Linked DNA regions of Mus musculus: all the other regions are linked to region 1. The links are chromatin contacts, called in public HiCAR-type and promoter capture Hi-C maps. All regions are on one chromosome and are shown on one strand. Each heading gives the region's core, a stretch centred on a gene start, on an enhancer-like site or on the middle of the called end of the contact. The rest is flanking DNA. Distances are from core to core; before and after follow the strand shown.

Evidence for each region. Promoter capture Hi-C pulls out the DNA fragments that hold promoters and counts their contacts. HiCAR-type assays count read pairs that join an accessible place to other places.
Region 2: a contact with region 1 is called in a promoter capture Hi-C map of pre-B cells, with 4 times the contacts expected there. The contact joins the promoter of Rif1 here to the promoter of Lypd6b in region 1. A contact is called at or near these places in 5 of 39 promoter capture datasets (the 3T3-L1 cell line, cranial neural crest, hippocampal neurons and 2 more) and 1 of 9 other capture datasets (liver).
Region 3: a HiCAR-type map of astrocytes shows a contact between it and region 1, with 6 times the contacts expected there. The contact joins the promoter of Rbm43 here to the promoter of Lypd6b in region 1. A contact is called at or near these places in 10 of 39 promoter capture datasets (the 3T3-L1 cell line, 3T3-L1-derived adipocytes, cranial neural crest and 5 more), 1 of 484 Hi-C or Micro-C datasets (embryonic fibroblasts) and 1 of 115 datasets of contacts at active chromatin or transcription factors (astrocytes).
Region 4: a contact with region 1 is called in a promoter capture Hi-C map of pre-B cells, with 9 times the contacts expected there. The contact joins the enhancer-like site here to the promoter of Lypd6b in region 1. A contact is called at or near these places in 12 of 39 promoter capture datasets (the 3T3-L1 cell line, 3T3-L1-derived adipocytes, the C10 cell line and 8 more), 1 of 484 Hi-C or Micro-C datasets (neural progenitor cells) and 1 of 9 other capture datasets (liver).

What each region holds. Positions count from the first base shown.
Region 1 is chr2:49,786,141-49,789,229 of GRCm38.p6, reverse strand. It overlaps Lypd6b (LY6/PLAUR domain containing 6B), which reads right to left and starts at 1,547. Exons shown (of 7, transcript NM_001379382.1): 1 at 1,457-1,547.
Region 2 is chr2:52,071,368-52,074,456 of GRCm38.p6, reverse strand. It overlaps Rif1 (replication timing regulatory factor 1), which reads right to left and starts at 1,620. Exons shown (of 36, transcript NM_001355415.1): 1 at 1,591-1,620; 2 at 1,204-1,320; 3 at 132-210. The coding sequence starts at 1,307.
Region 3 is chr2:51,933,597-51,936,685 of GRCm38.p6, reverse strand. Rbm43 (RNA binding motif protein 43) reads left to right here and starts at 1,523. Exons shown (of 5, transcript NM_001141981.2): 1 at 1,523-1,854.
Region 4 is chr2:51,911,334-51,914,422 of GRCm38.p6, reverse strand. No RefSeq gene overlaps it. Among named protein-coding and RNA genes, the nearest start is that of Rbm43, 22 kb to the left of the region's middle. Within about 2 kb of position 1,547, at least 29 of the 459 cell types and tissues checked have an H3K27ac peak or open chromatin away from gene starts, as enhancers often do.

The DNA.
Region 1 (3,089 bases), core at 298-2,797:
CACTGGTGGCATCTGGGTAATACAGATCCAATCCTCTTAGGGAAACCCACTCTTGATCTGCTGAGATGACTTGAACTTACTATGGTCCAGTGCTCCAGGAAGGTCTGCTGAAGGATAGAATAACGGAAGAGATCTCTCTCTCTCTCTCTCTCTCTCTCTCTCTCTCTCTCTCTCTCTCTCTCTCTTTCCCTCCCACTCTTCGTCTTTACTCTATTCCCTTCAGTGGTAAGCCTGAAGATATGGTGCCTGCTCTAATGACCATTGCATACAAAAGAATATGTCAACCTAGTGGGGAAAGTGCCCCTGAGGAGAGAACTTGTCCTGAGAGCTCATAGGAGTGATAAGATCTAGCTACACTGGAAACTGCAACCCTCAGACTTTTCCTTTGGAGGACTCAGCCAATTCCTACGTTGCATAAGACAACTTTCAAGTCACCAAACCCTAAACCCTAAGAAAAGAATTCTAACAGTTCACAATGGCAGAAGCAGGCTAATTGCCCCCTGCTAGAAGGAGGATACTGCACTGACCAGTCTTGAGCTTAGCAGCTGGGAACAGCCCCGCCAAATCCACACCCCCCCCCCCTTGCTACTATAGTCAGCTTGTCAGAAGGCTGCCACGACCCTCCCAGACACACAGACACTACCACTCCCACACACACACACACACACACACACACACCTCACTCCCTCCCCGATGTCTTCTATTCCGATGCCCGGGACCTCTGGAGAGAATACTTTAACACCTAGGGACTACACCGGGAGGAAAAACCCTCAAGCATCGTGCTAGGTACCTCATGGGCATCAAATAATTTAAGGGCATCTGATGATTATAACACCTATATTATCTTTTAGGTAACAGGCTCAGAGAAGTTAAGGAGCTTGCTCAAGGTCACAGAGCTAGTAATTTAAACACCATAATGGACCACTCTTCCCACTCCATCACTCTGATGACCAGGCACCAGACACGGGGAGGAGAGCAGCACCTTTCACCCCACAACACCCTCGGGCACACAGACCAGCGCGGACTTACTACGTATGCCCCCCTAGAGTACCCAGCCGACCCCGCTTCACCGAAGCCTACGTAACTAAACTAACCAATGTGCTGGTTAGTGATTTAACAACAAAGTCAAAAGCCAGGAAGGGGAGACTGGCGGCCCCCGCGGGCTGAGCTCAAGCGCCGCAGAGGGAAGGGCGGGAGCTGGCTCGCACTTGGCGGTGCGGTGGGGCCCCAGCCTTAGCCGTGGCCTCCAGCCCCGGAGTCACCGGGAGACCACGCAGCTCCCCGAGGCGCCCGCTCGGTCCCCCATCCAGATGTGGGCAGCTGCGCTCCCCTGCGGTTCGGAGAGTCCCCATGCTCCGCGGGGCGTTTCGCAGTGCTCGCCGCAGCCGCGCGCCCCTCCCAGCCCCTGCTCTGCGGGATCTGCACGCGGCCGCCCCGCAGAGCTCGCCCGGCTCACCTGCGCGGACGCCGGCCGGCTCCCGGCGCCTCGCTCGGCTCCCGGCCTGGGCTCCAGACACCCGCTCCGGGCTGGCGATGGCTGTGGCCGCGCGGGGCGGGGCGCGGATCCTCCCCGCCCCGAGCCACCTGGGTCGTCCCGGAGAGGCGGGCCGACAGGTGAGCGCCGCACGCCGGGGAGCCGCCCGGGTGCCCGCTTGGGGACGCCGCCTGGGTCCTGCGCCCGGTGGCACCAAGCCCAGTGAACGCGAGTAGGTCGTTTAATGCACCCGTGCAAAGAGGAGCTGTTCCCACCTAGCCTGGCCGGCTGGGAAAAGAGCGCGGACCCCGCGCGGAGCAGCTAGAGGGACACCGCAGCCCTCACAGAGTGAGGTGGAGTCACTCTGGGGTGAAAACGATGAGGCAAAGAGTGCTACTGACTTGAGAAACAGAACTCGGCCTTTTAGACCGTTCCGTCGTACCCCTTCCTTGCTTCACCTACCCCTCAAGCGATGACTTTCCTTATTTTAGTAAGATAATTTCCCATTGCTATGTCCTCCGCAACTTTGGATTGTAAATCCAACCTAGTTCCACTGCAGATAAATCCCGAAAGCCTTGTACAAAGGCAGGGCAGCTCAGGGCTCTGTGAATAGCAAAAGAATGCCAAAGTATGGTCCCCAGGTCAAACTGGCTCTAGTGTTACTCTGTGTTGTCACTTGAAAGCAAGCTTCCTAGATTTCAAGTCACTCTCCCCACCCCCCACCCCCCACCCCACCCCAGACAGGGTTTCTCTGTGTAGCCCTGGCTGTCCTGGAACTCACTTTGTAGACCAGGCTGGCCTCGAACTCAGAAATCCATCAGACTCTACTTCCCAAGTGCTGGAATTAAAGGCGTGCGCCACCACCGCGGCTCAAGTCACTCTTTTTATCACTTTTCTTCCAAACACTTCCAAGGAGACAGCTGGATTGTAGACCCACACTCTCAGAACGCCCCGTGTAAATGGTCAGGCAGATCTCTAACTTAGAAAGAGGTCACTCAGAGAGAAATTCACAGAATAGGATGGCTTGTCTGTCAGGCTTGCACCAGTGGGAACCAACCCAGAGTTAGGACAACTGACCCAGGGTGCGGCAAAGTTGACTCTGAGGCCCAGGCCTGTCTCCAAAGAGAGCATGGTGGCCTGGAGGCTTGAGGTGCTTAGCGGGATGCAGATCTCCCATAGAGACTAGGCACAGGGTGACTACTCTAGAGACTTCTAATCATGGGCTTTGCAGGTCAAGGGACACCCAAGCCACAGACTCTAAAAGAGGAGAATTTAAAAAGTTTTCCACTTAACAGACAGATGATCTTAGCACATATGCAAGGGGTATTGTGGTGTAGCTAGTTCCCCACTGGTTCCATTTATGGACTCACAGAGAAAACCAACCCAAATCTGCTACAGAAAACAATGCTCATCTTCCAAGACCTACAGAGCCCGTCATTCCAATAACACCTTCAGGGCCCTGCCATGACTGCCTACTAAACCTGCAAGGCAAAGGCTGAAGGCTCTCTGCCAAGGTGATATCAGGGACAAGTGAACTCCTCCATCCCTCCCCCTGACCACAGGCCCAACACAGTCAAGGCCTGGGCCCCTCTTTCATCAGTGGATCAGACATAAG
Region 2 (3,089 bases), core at 371-2,870, 2.3 Mb before region 1:
ATTTTATCAGAAAGCTAGTCAGAGTTGCTCCTGGAATCCCAGATTTGGAAGGCTAAGAAAAGATTTCAAAGGGCTCAGTCTAGTGGGTTCAGACTGAGGCAGTGCGAAGTCATTAAGAAAGGAACACAGACCTTTAAAACCGTGTACAGCCGAGAAAGGTTTTTCTCGATTTCTGCAATGACTTCTTTTCCTTCTTCTCCAGTCATACGACTTTAAAGGAAATAGAACATAAGCTTAGTCGAAAGCATAAACAAACAAACAAAAAGTTATTGCCATCACTTTAAGGATTACTTTCAGGGCTGGAGAGATGATCCAGGGTAAGAACACAGAGAGGCTCTGGCAGAAGACTGGTGTTCAATCCCAGCACCCCTATCGTGGCTCACAACCACCTGTAACTCCAGTTCCAGAGCCATCCAACACCTGGAGCCGCAGGCACTCTAACTCGTAACTGGCTTTTTGTTTTAAGTTTTTAAAGACGACTTTCAAGCCCTTGGAATTAACCTCTTTCTTTAAAAAGTTTAAAGGTATAGAGAAAAAATGTTTTAAGTTAGACCACATATAAGCGGTAACTTGCCTCAAAGCTTTTTGGCCTCGAAAACGTATTTTTTCTTTTCTTTTTTTGTAATTTTTACATGAGAAAAGAAAGTGGGAATCCCTTTCCCTAATCATGTTTTCTAACTCAGAAAATACGAAAGTTTAACAAAATTCAGAAATTTTTCTAAAGCCTTTCAAATAAGTCAAAACGGGGTTCCTGGCTCTGCTTTTTTTTTTTTTTTTTTTAAGCCAATTCTGGGGCCGGTTTGCTGACTCGCGCACCTGTAATCTCAACCACTCCGGCAGAACCACAAGTTCGAGGCCGGGGTCGGGGGATGAGCACTGGAGCGAGCCTGAGCCAAAGACCCTAACTAAACCCACTAACTCCGGATCGCCAACTTTCCCACGGCGTCCGAGGTTCGCAGGGCAAAGCCCTGCTCTCCAAACGCCTCTCGACTCCAAACTTTTCTTTAAAGGCTTTCCCGTCTGCGGGCCAGACAAAAAAATACAGAACCGCTCGTCCCCGAAGAAGCCCTCGGACGCCGCCGCTGCGCCCCGCAACGTCACTCGGCAGGCAATGGCCCGGTGCACCCCGAACTACCCGCGTCCGCCGGGTCCCCACGGCTGCCCCGGCTCCCGCCCCGGGCTCGTCCCCCCGGCCCGCCTCACCTGGTCAGAGTTAGGTAGGCGTCCGTCTGCTCTCCCGGAGGCACCGAGGGGTCTTCCCAAGTCTCCAGAAGCGGCTCCAGGGGGCTGCGACCTGGGGCCGTCATGTCGGCCGCCACCCTGCAGCGAGGCCGGAAGACACCCAGTAACCGGTGGCACGGCCCGCGCGGCGCCCTCACCTGCACGCCGGGCCGCGCGCTCGCAGGCCGGCCTCCCGCCTGCCCGGCTCCCGCCGCCGCTTCCCAGGCAGCACGGCCGCGAGGGGGCAGAGGCGGCGCCGGCCGGGCCGAGCCGAGCCTCCCGCTCCTCACCCCCCACGCGGGAAGTCCGCTCCGCAGCTCGCCGCCCCGGGGCCCGCCGTCCGCTCCCGGCTCGCGCTTATTTACTCACGCGTGCAGCCCGCTCCTCCACGACCAAGATGGCGGCGGGGGGCGGGCCCAGCGGCGCGCGGGAGCCGGGCAGGCCTGGCGGGAGAGGCTCGAGCCAATCCAACGGGCGGTGGCGCGCCGGGCTGCTCGATGGCCTGCTGCCCGCCCCCGCCCCCGCCCCCGCCCCCGGAGCACCTCGGGGGGTGTGTATCGCCTCCAGCCCGGGGCTAGAGATGGGTGATGTAAATTAGTGCCCCACTCCACCTGACTCCAGCTACTTGCTCAGCCGACCAAGTTTGCAAAACTCCAGTGCTTCCCAAAGGAGCCCACAAAACCATTTGATTGAGAGTGAATGGCAGGCTGTTGGGCTTGTTTTGTTGTTGTTTGCTGCTGCTGCTGTTGTTGGGTTTTTGTTTTCTAGAGGTCCACTTGCTAAACCTAGCTCTCTGCCTCTAAGCCCCAGCCCAATGAGTAAGTCGGAGGTGCCTCAAAAGCCACGCATTCAAGCTTTGGTCTGTGACCTTAGGAAATTGACTTCATCTCAGCTTCTGAGAGTGGGGACTAGTGGCAGCACATTTCTTAGCGGGGGGGAGGGGGGGAGTGTTGCTAAAGGAGACCCATGGCGTGCATAACAAAGGCCTGGAAATGGGCGGTATTGATTTGCAGATTTCAAAATACCGCCCTTCAGCCTTGAGATTCCTCAGAGGCAACTGCCTAGAATTGGTTTACTTCCATTGGACCCCAGGTGTAGAGGGGTGACGGTGGCCCTGGGATACACAGGTGCGGCAGAAACGACAGTAAACCCTTAAACAACGTGGTAATCATTGAAATCGTTTCACGTGCCTCTCAGCACTCTCCACAACCCGCAAGATTGTTTCAACTTTAAGCACAGAAGGTCAGGGAAGCAGGACCTAGTGGCCCACGCCTTTACTCCCAACACTTAAACTGGCTAGGCAGACAGATAAAAGAGTTCCAGGACAATCAGAGCTACATAATGAAACCCTGTCTTTAAAAAAAAAAAAAAAAAAAAAAAGTAAAAATAACAACAAAGAATAATAGGGCCACCCAGAGCCAGGCTCTACTAGCGAATTTGCCTGGCACACTGAAGCCCTAGGTTCCAACCTCCAGTCTGCCGCTTGTTCTCAACAACCCACCAGCACCTAACTTTTCCCTGTGAGAAGCCCATATTTTAAATCCCCCTTTTCAAGAATTATGGGTCAGTTAAGCCCGGTAGTACACACCTGTTTCCCGGCACTCAGAAGGCTGAGGTAGAAGACAGCTCCGGTTCCAGCTCTCACTGACTTACAAAGCAGGCCCGTCACAAAAGTCAAAGCAAATATTGACAAGCCTTCAGCTTCATTCAGTGGGAGTGGGGAAATCCGTGGAATCTTTCCGTCCTTTACCCCACCACCACCCACATTCCTTCCATTGAGATTTAAATTCTCCTGACCCCGGGTGCTCAAACACAGAGATCCTCCAACCTCCCGCGTCTGGGGATTAAAGGTGTGCACCACCACACCC
Region 3 (3,089 bases), core at 274-2,773, 2.1 Mb before region 1:
AGCTGTGAAGTACCATCAAGTATGTAAGTAGGTCCTTTCATTGGTGAGCTGAGTGGACTCCTCACTACAAGCAGCATATATTCATTTCTGTCCGGCCTCTTGGGGTCACTCATGCACTAGTGTTGGAAGGGAACTTCCAAGAGTAGAGCTGCTAAGTTTGAGGATAATTGCACATTTACACGCTTGCATGTCTTTGTATTTTGATAATGCTAGAACAGGAAGACCTTTACCTTAGTCACGGTAAAGGTCACGGCTACCAATCCTACTGAAAAGAAGAAGAGCATCAGAACAGCATACTAATTTTATTAATAGCTTATCACCATTGAATGTGACACAGAGGTCATCCGAGAGAAACAGCCAGAGGCCCGAAAAATACAGTTTTTATGCTCAAGGTAGATAAAGATTGGACAGCTTTGGGAACTGTGACTGGACAGAAGTTCGCTTTCTTGTTCTGGTTTGCTCTCTATTGCTGGATAAACTCCATGACCCAAAGCACCCTGGGAAGGTCAAGGTCTATTTTGGTTTATAGGTTACAGCAGCGCAAGCCAGGAACCTGAAGCAGGAGCCTGGCGGAACTGCTGCTGACCACTTCCTGTCTGCTCACTTTCACCTGCCTAAGGATGGTACCGCCCACAGGAGGCTCACCTCTTCTGCATAAATTAGCAATCAAGAAAATGCCACACTCCAATAGCGGCAGTACACCCCTTTAATTCTAGCCAAGGCAGGCAGATATCCCTGTGTTCGAGGCTAACCTGGTATACAGAGCAAGTTCCAGGACAGCCAGAGTTACACAGAGAAATCCTATCTCGAAAAACCAAAAAATGAAAAAAGGACAGAAAATGCCACAGACATGCCTACAGTACAGAGGTAGTTTCTCAGTTGAAGGTCCTCTTCCCAAATTAATCAAGTTGACAGTCAAGATTAGCCATCCCAGCCTGTCTGGATTCATCTTTGCTCTGTGCAGCATTCCTTAATGCGGGAATGGGACTTCCCTCAGAGAGAGGGGAGTATGTTTCATAGCTTGTTTGGGACGAGAGGTGTCTATTTTATATGACCCAACGTTGGGGAAGAAGAATCCTGTTTTCTGTGACTGGCTTAGGGTCAACAAAAATGCAGGAGAGAGTCAGGAAGGGGTCAGAGGGACTTGGCTTCAGGAATAGGGCAAGCTAAAGTGCTTATGTGGGGAGCTGTATTCTGAGTCCCTGAGAGATGTCCAAATCTTTAGAAATGTTTGCATCTAAACTGGTTTGTGGGATCTGCTAATTTGAGCACACCGGTTGAAAATTGGTATCTCCCAATTTCAGTTTCTATTTCTTTACAAGGGAGTTCGTGCTCTGCTTTTGCCTTTATATTTCTTTGATTTTACTGGGCTAGATTTCTTGTGTCCCAGGCTCCAGGGCCATTCGGCCAAGTGATTGAGTTTTGTGGGCAGCAGGGTACCTTCTTCATGTGCTCTGCGTTCCACCGGTGATGAGCCTGGGCGGACCCTGCTGGCGGGAAGGAAGTGTCGGGGATCGGGTTTGAGAATGCGCTGGAGAGACGGGGCAAAGCCTAGGAATGAGTTTGGAGAGAAGCCCAGATGCCCCTGGGGCATCTTGCACAGGTACCTCAAAGGCGCCAAGGGACCGACCCAGCCGGGCTCCGCCCTTCCAAACTGAGTCTCCAAGGAAACGGAACTGGAAAGCGAAAGCGGAACCCGTTCACCTCCAGTTTAGCGCTCCCGCTGCTCGAACATCTCCGAGGCCTGGCAAGTCGCTTTTCCCCGGGTTGCAGTGCAGGAAGGCGCGCCGAGGGTCCCGGAGCACGTGTCCTGCGCGGTCGCGCGCCCCGAAGTGGCCGTCACGGGCGCAGCAGGTCTGGCTCCCACGCGTGGGGATACGGCCTCTTTTCTCACCCGCCCCTGCTCAATAGGCAGGGACTCACGGGTTTTGTCCGGAAGGTGGTTTGGGCGGGACTGCGGTTAGGAGTGGGGGCGAGGACAGTGACCCAGAAATGGAGGCTAACTACTGGAAGGAGCCAGTAAGAAGTGTCTGAGCTGAAGGCACTGGCTTGCTGTCCCTCTCTCCGTCAGAGCTAGGCCTTTGACCAGGGACCCGGGGTTTTGCCTAGATGACTGTGTTTTGGAGCTGTTACAGTGAGTGCGTGAGTTTCTATATATATTTTACCTGATTTTGTGTGTGTGTGTGTGTGTGTGTGTGTGTGTGTGTGTGTGTGTGTGTGTGTGTGTGTGTGTTTTACTTGGTGAGAGTCAAGGTATAGTGCATGAAAATAAACTATTGAGAAAACAAATAGAAAACAAAACAGCAAATGAAATATTTCTTCTTAGTGCCACACTTAAGAAGAAAGTGTTACTTTACACCACTGTCAGTCTGTCTGTCTGTCTCCCTCTCTCTCCCTCTTTTTCTCCTTCCTTCCTTCCTTTCTGACATCAAGGCCAGAGCTTCTTAAAGCAGAGCATGGAAACTGTAAAATGGCACCACACCTCTGCTGAAATTCCCGTATTTCATAGTCTTTGAGTGGATTGTTTTTCTTCTTCACTGTGCACAGAGGAAGACAGGTCATTCTCTGCTTATAACGGGTCTCAGGAGAAGGCATGTAGCCACATGTCCTCAGACTTAAGTGAGTTAGTGAAGAAAGGATGTGCAGGACGTTGACGAGACCACGGAATGAAGTGAGGTCTTGCAGAACAAGGTGATTCTAAAGATAACGTGTGCGTAGACACTTGAATTAAGAAACGCATTAGTGCTGATGAGGTGTGGAGCTCTCCTGAGCTTAAATGGATATTTGTCTTTGATATTGATGAATGGCTGGAAGGTCTGTAGTTCATGAGCCACTTACCAAGGAGGCTGGCGTGGGCTGTCAGGGAACTGTGCTGCAGAGATAAAAGCCAGGAAGTCACACAGGCTGGAAGTCTGAAAAGTTCCTCTTGTAAGGGAAATTGCATTAAGTGTCTGAGGACTAGACTGAGGTATATTTTCATCTTTTCACTATACCATCTAGAAGACAAATAGTTTACTTCCATTAAAGTGTCTTTTTTGTCATATACCCAGTAAGTTTTAACTTTTTACAGTTTTGAGAATTTTATCTTC
Region 4 (3,089 bases), core at 298-2,797, 2.1 Mb before region 1:
TTTGTTGTACTTTTGTGAGTTTCTGAAAAATTCTGTGAGAAATAAAGATGAGGTCTGGAGAAGTGTTTCAGCTGACGGGGTGAGTTTGACAATCTGAGGTTGCTTCCTGGAACCCACAGGGCAGAAGGAAGAACCCTCTGATCACCACACATGCAGTGTGTGCTAAACACACACACACACACACACACACACACACACACACACGAGAGAGAAAGGGAAGATGAAAATGTACTATATATATTTCAATGTGTATTTATACTTTAAAATTTTGTTTTATACACACACACACACACACACACACACATATGATATGCCTTTCTTAGCTTACAAAGTCAGATGTACAAGAAAATAGTACTCCCCCCCCCCATACTCCAGTACTTTCAATTTCTAGTTTGAGCCTCTTTTCTAGATGTCAGAAATGAACATCATTTATGCCAGACTTCCCTGGTATTTCACTATCAGAAACATAACCCAAGAGAGTCTGGGATATCTCCTTTTTCCACAGCAGAATTGCAGAGTGGGAGTCAGGGCATGCAGGGGGTGGTGGGAGTTTGCTGATGGATCTAGTGTGTCATCTTAGGTCAAAAATCTCTTAAGTCCATTTTGTTCTTCTCTTGTATCCTTGTAAACAATAGCCACATTGTCTGATGAAAGTCTGCAGGGGCTCCCGGGTCTGCCTCTCAAATGGACCCCCAAGCCTCTCTTGAAACAGAAGTCATACCTGGAGGTTTCCCTCTGGCCTTCTTAGCTCCATGGCTCGGTCATTTCTGACGGGCCACACCTATGGCAGGTGTGGTATGGCGGCCTTGAGAATTCTAGGATACTTGCAGCTTCCACAGGTCCAATAGGAGAATAATTACTCTGGCTTTTAAATCTTCTGACACATCTAGGCTTTTAAAGGGTCCCAACAGGGTGAAAGGCTAGGGTGTGGGTCAATGGTATAATGCATGGCTAGCATGCGCACAGTTCCACCCCCAGCATCATACACACAAAAGGTAGTTAGGAATGTGGGGTCGGGACTTGAATAGACCTGTGTTCTGACCCAGAACCTATGCCTTAAGTGGGTATCAGGTATATACTTAAGTTTTTTTTTTTTTATTTTTATACAACATGTTAGTATTTATAAAGCAGAGTCAGTGAAATTTTGCTTAAACAAGACTAAGTACAACAAAAAGAATTTGGACCTTCGTATAAAACTCATACATGACAGGCATTTAAAAAAACATTATTAGCAAAAAGACAACAAGCAGGAAAAGCCTCTTATCTAATTTTTCCACCTGGTTACTGGATCTTTCTCCTAAGACTTAGTAAGCTATTAGCTCGGGCCTTAAAGGGCCGTGTGGGAATCCAGGTGGAGCCCCAGGCACCAAAGCTGCCACGACTTAGGAAAAATGTTCTCTCTGGCATCCAGTCCGAGGTCTGTGGAGCTGAAACTCCCCTGGTATTTTAAGAAAATAACTGGGAAGCTTTCGTTCCCAGTGCGGCCCATCCTTTATGAGCTGTCAGTGGAAAGGAAGCAGATGAAAGAGGGGGTGGGGGGAATTCTTACAGTATCATGTCACTGTGGCCTCAGGGAAACAGAGGAGAAGAAACCCAAGCAATTCATAGTGGACAAGCTTCCAGATGTTTATTGTCAAGACTTCTGCTCAGGATAGAAAGAAAACCTTAACTGTGCTATGTCCTTCTGCACTGTAAGAAAAAGCCACTCTTCGTTCCTCGGGTCTTCCTACCTTGATGGCCTCTGCGGTCTGGTCCAGAGAAGGAAGATGGCGGGTTGGCTGTTCTGTTTCTCTGGGATACCTGGACTGAAACTCCAGGCTAAACTACTGCTGACGCCTTTCTGATCCTGGACGTTAGGTTCCAGTCCCTCTGGAAAGAGACGTCCAGTTTGGGATTAGTTTTCTTCTACACGCAGGATGGATGGCGTTGAGAAGGTACCAGGAACAGGCTCTGCGTGAGAAATCCCGTTCTTACACACACATGCTCTATATCCAGATGCAATCTTTTAATTAATCATAGGAGCTCAGAGCGCTCAGCTGCATTTTAATGCTTTTAAAGTACGTTCAGTGGGGGAAAAAAAGCTTCGTTTTTTGAAATCAATGGTTATTATACTGTTTCTTAACAGAAACCTTTCAAGTCAGGATGTCTTAAAGAGTGCATTTGGAGAGGGGGGGGTGCTGTGAAAGTTTCCTTTTAATGCTATAAATCTTGTGATTACATTGGGTGCCCTCAGATAATCCAGATAAGTCCTCTATCACAGAGTTCACAGCATGTTCACATCTGCAAAGTCATTTTGCCTTATAAGGTAGCATATTTACAGCCTTTGAAGACTAGCGCTGGATTCTTTCTGAACCATTATTCAACCTACCACAGTGTACTTCTGACCACCAAAGATTTATTTCCCTTTCTCACGCAGGATATATTCATCCCCTCCTACTTGCCTCTGAAAGGCTCAACCCAAAATATAAAATGTCATCAATTCAAAGTCCCAGATCTCAACAGGAATGGGTGAGGCCATCACAGGCCTTTCTGAGGCAAGAGTCATTGCAGTCAGAGAACATATGCATCTCAAGAAGTGCTTTCTCTACTCCTCCGCAGTGGTGGGGCTGGCGGTAGGATTGGGTAAGATGCATTCCAGGGAGTCCTGGAAGGGGTAAAGATACCACCTTCTACCAAGCAAGGTCAAAACCAGGCTGGGATGACAGCATCGGGTTTCACAGCCTGGGAAAAGTCCTCCTCATATTGTAGCTCCATGCTCTGCGCTTGAGTCGTTCTCTACAGAATATTCTTCATGAAGAAAAGCCGGTGTTTGCAGATGAGCACTTTTGTAAGTCTGCTTCCTGCCTGGAGAACTTTTGAAGTCTTAACTCCTCGCGCCCTCCGCTTCTTCCATTTGGTCCCCGCGTTGGTTGTCTGTAACAAGTGCCCGGGATGAAGGGCTGATAGAAATGAAAACGGAACGAGTTTTACTTTGGCCTGCAGTGTTTGACACTTTGGACTTAACTTTGGGGTTGGTTCCGTGGTTCCGATGCTTTTGGGTCTGTGGTACAGCCGCAATTGTGGCGGAGAGTCCGTGAGGGAACAAGCTG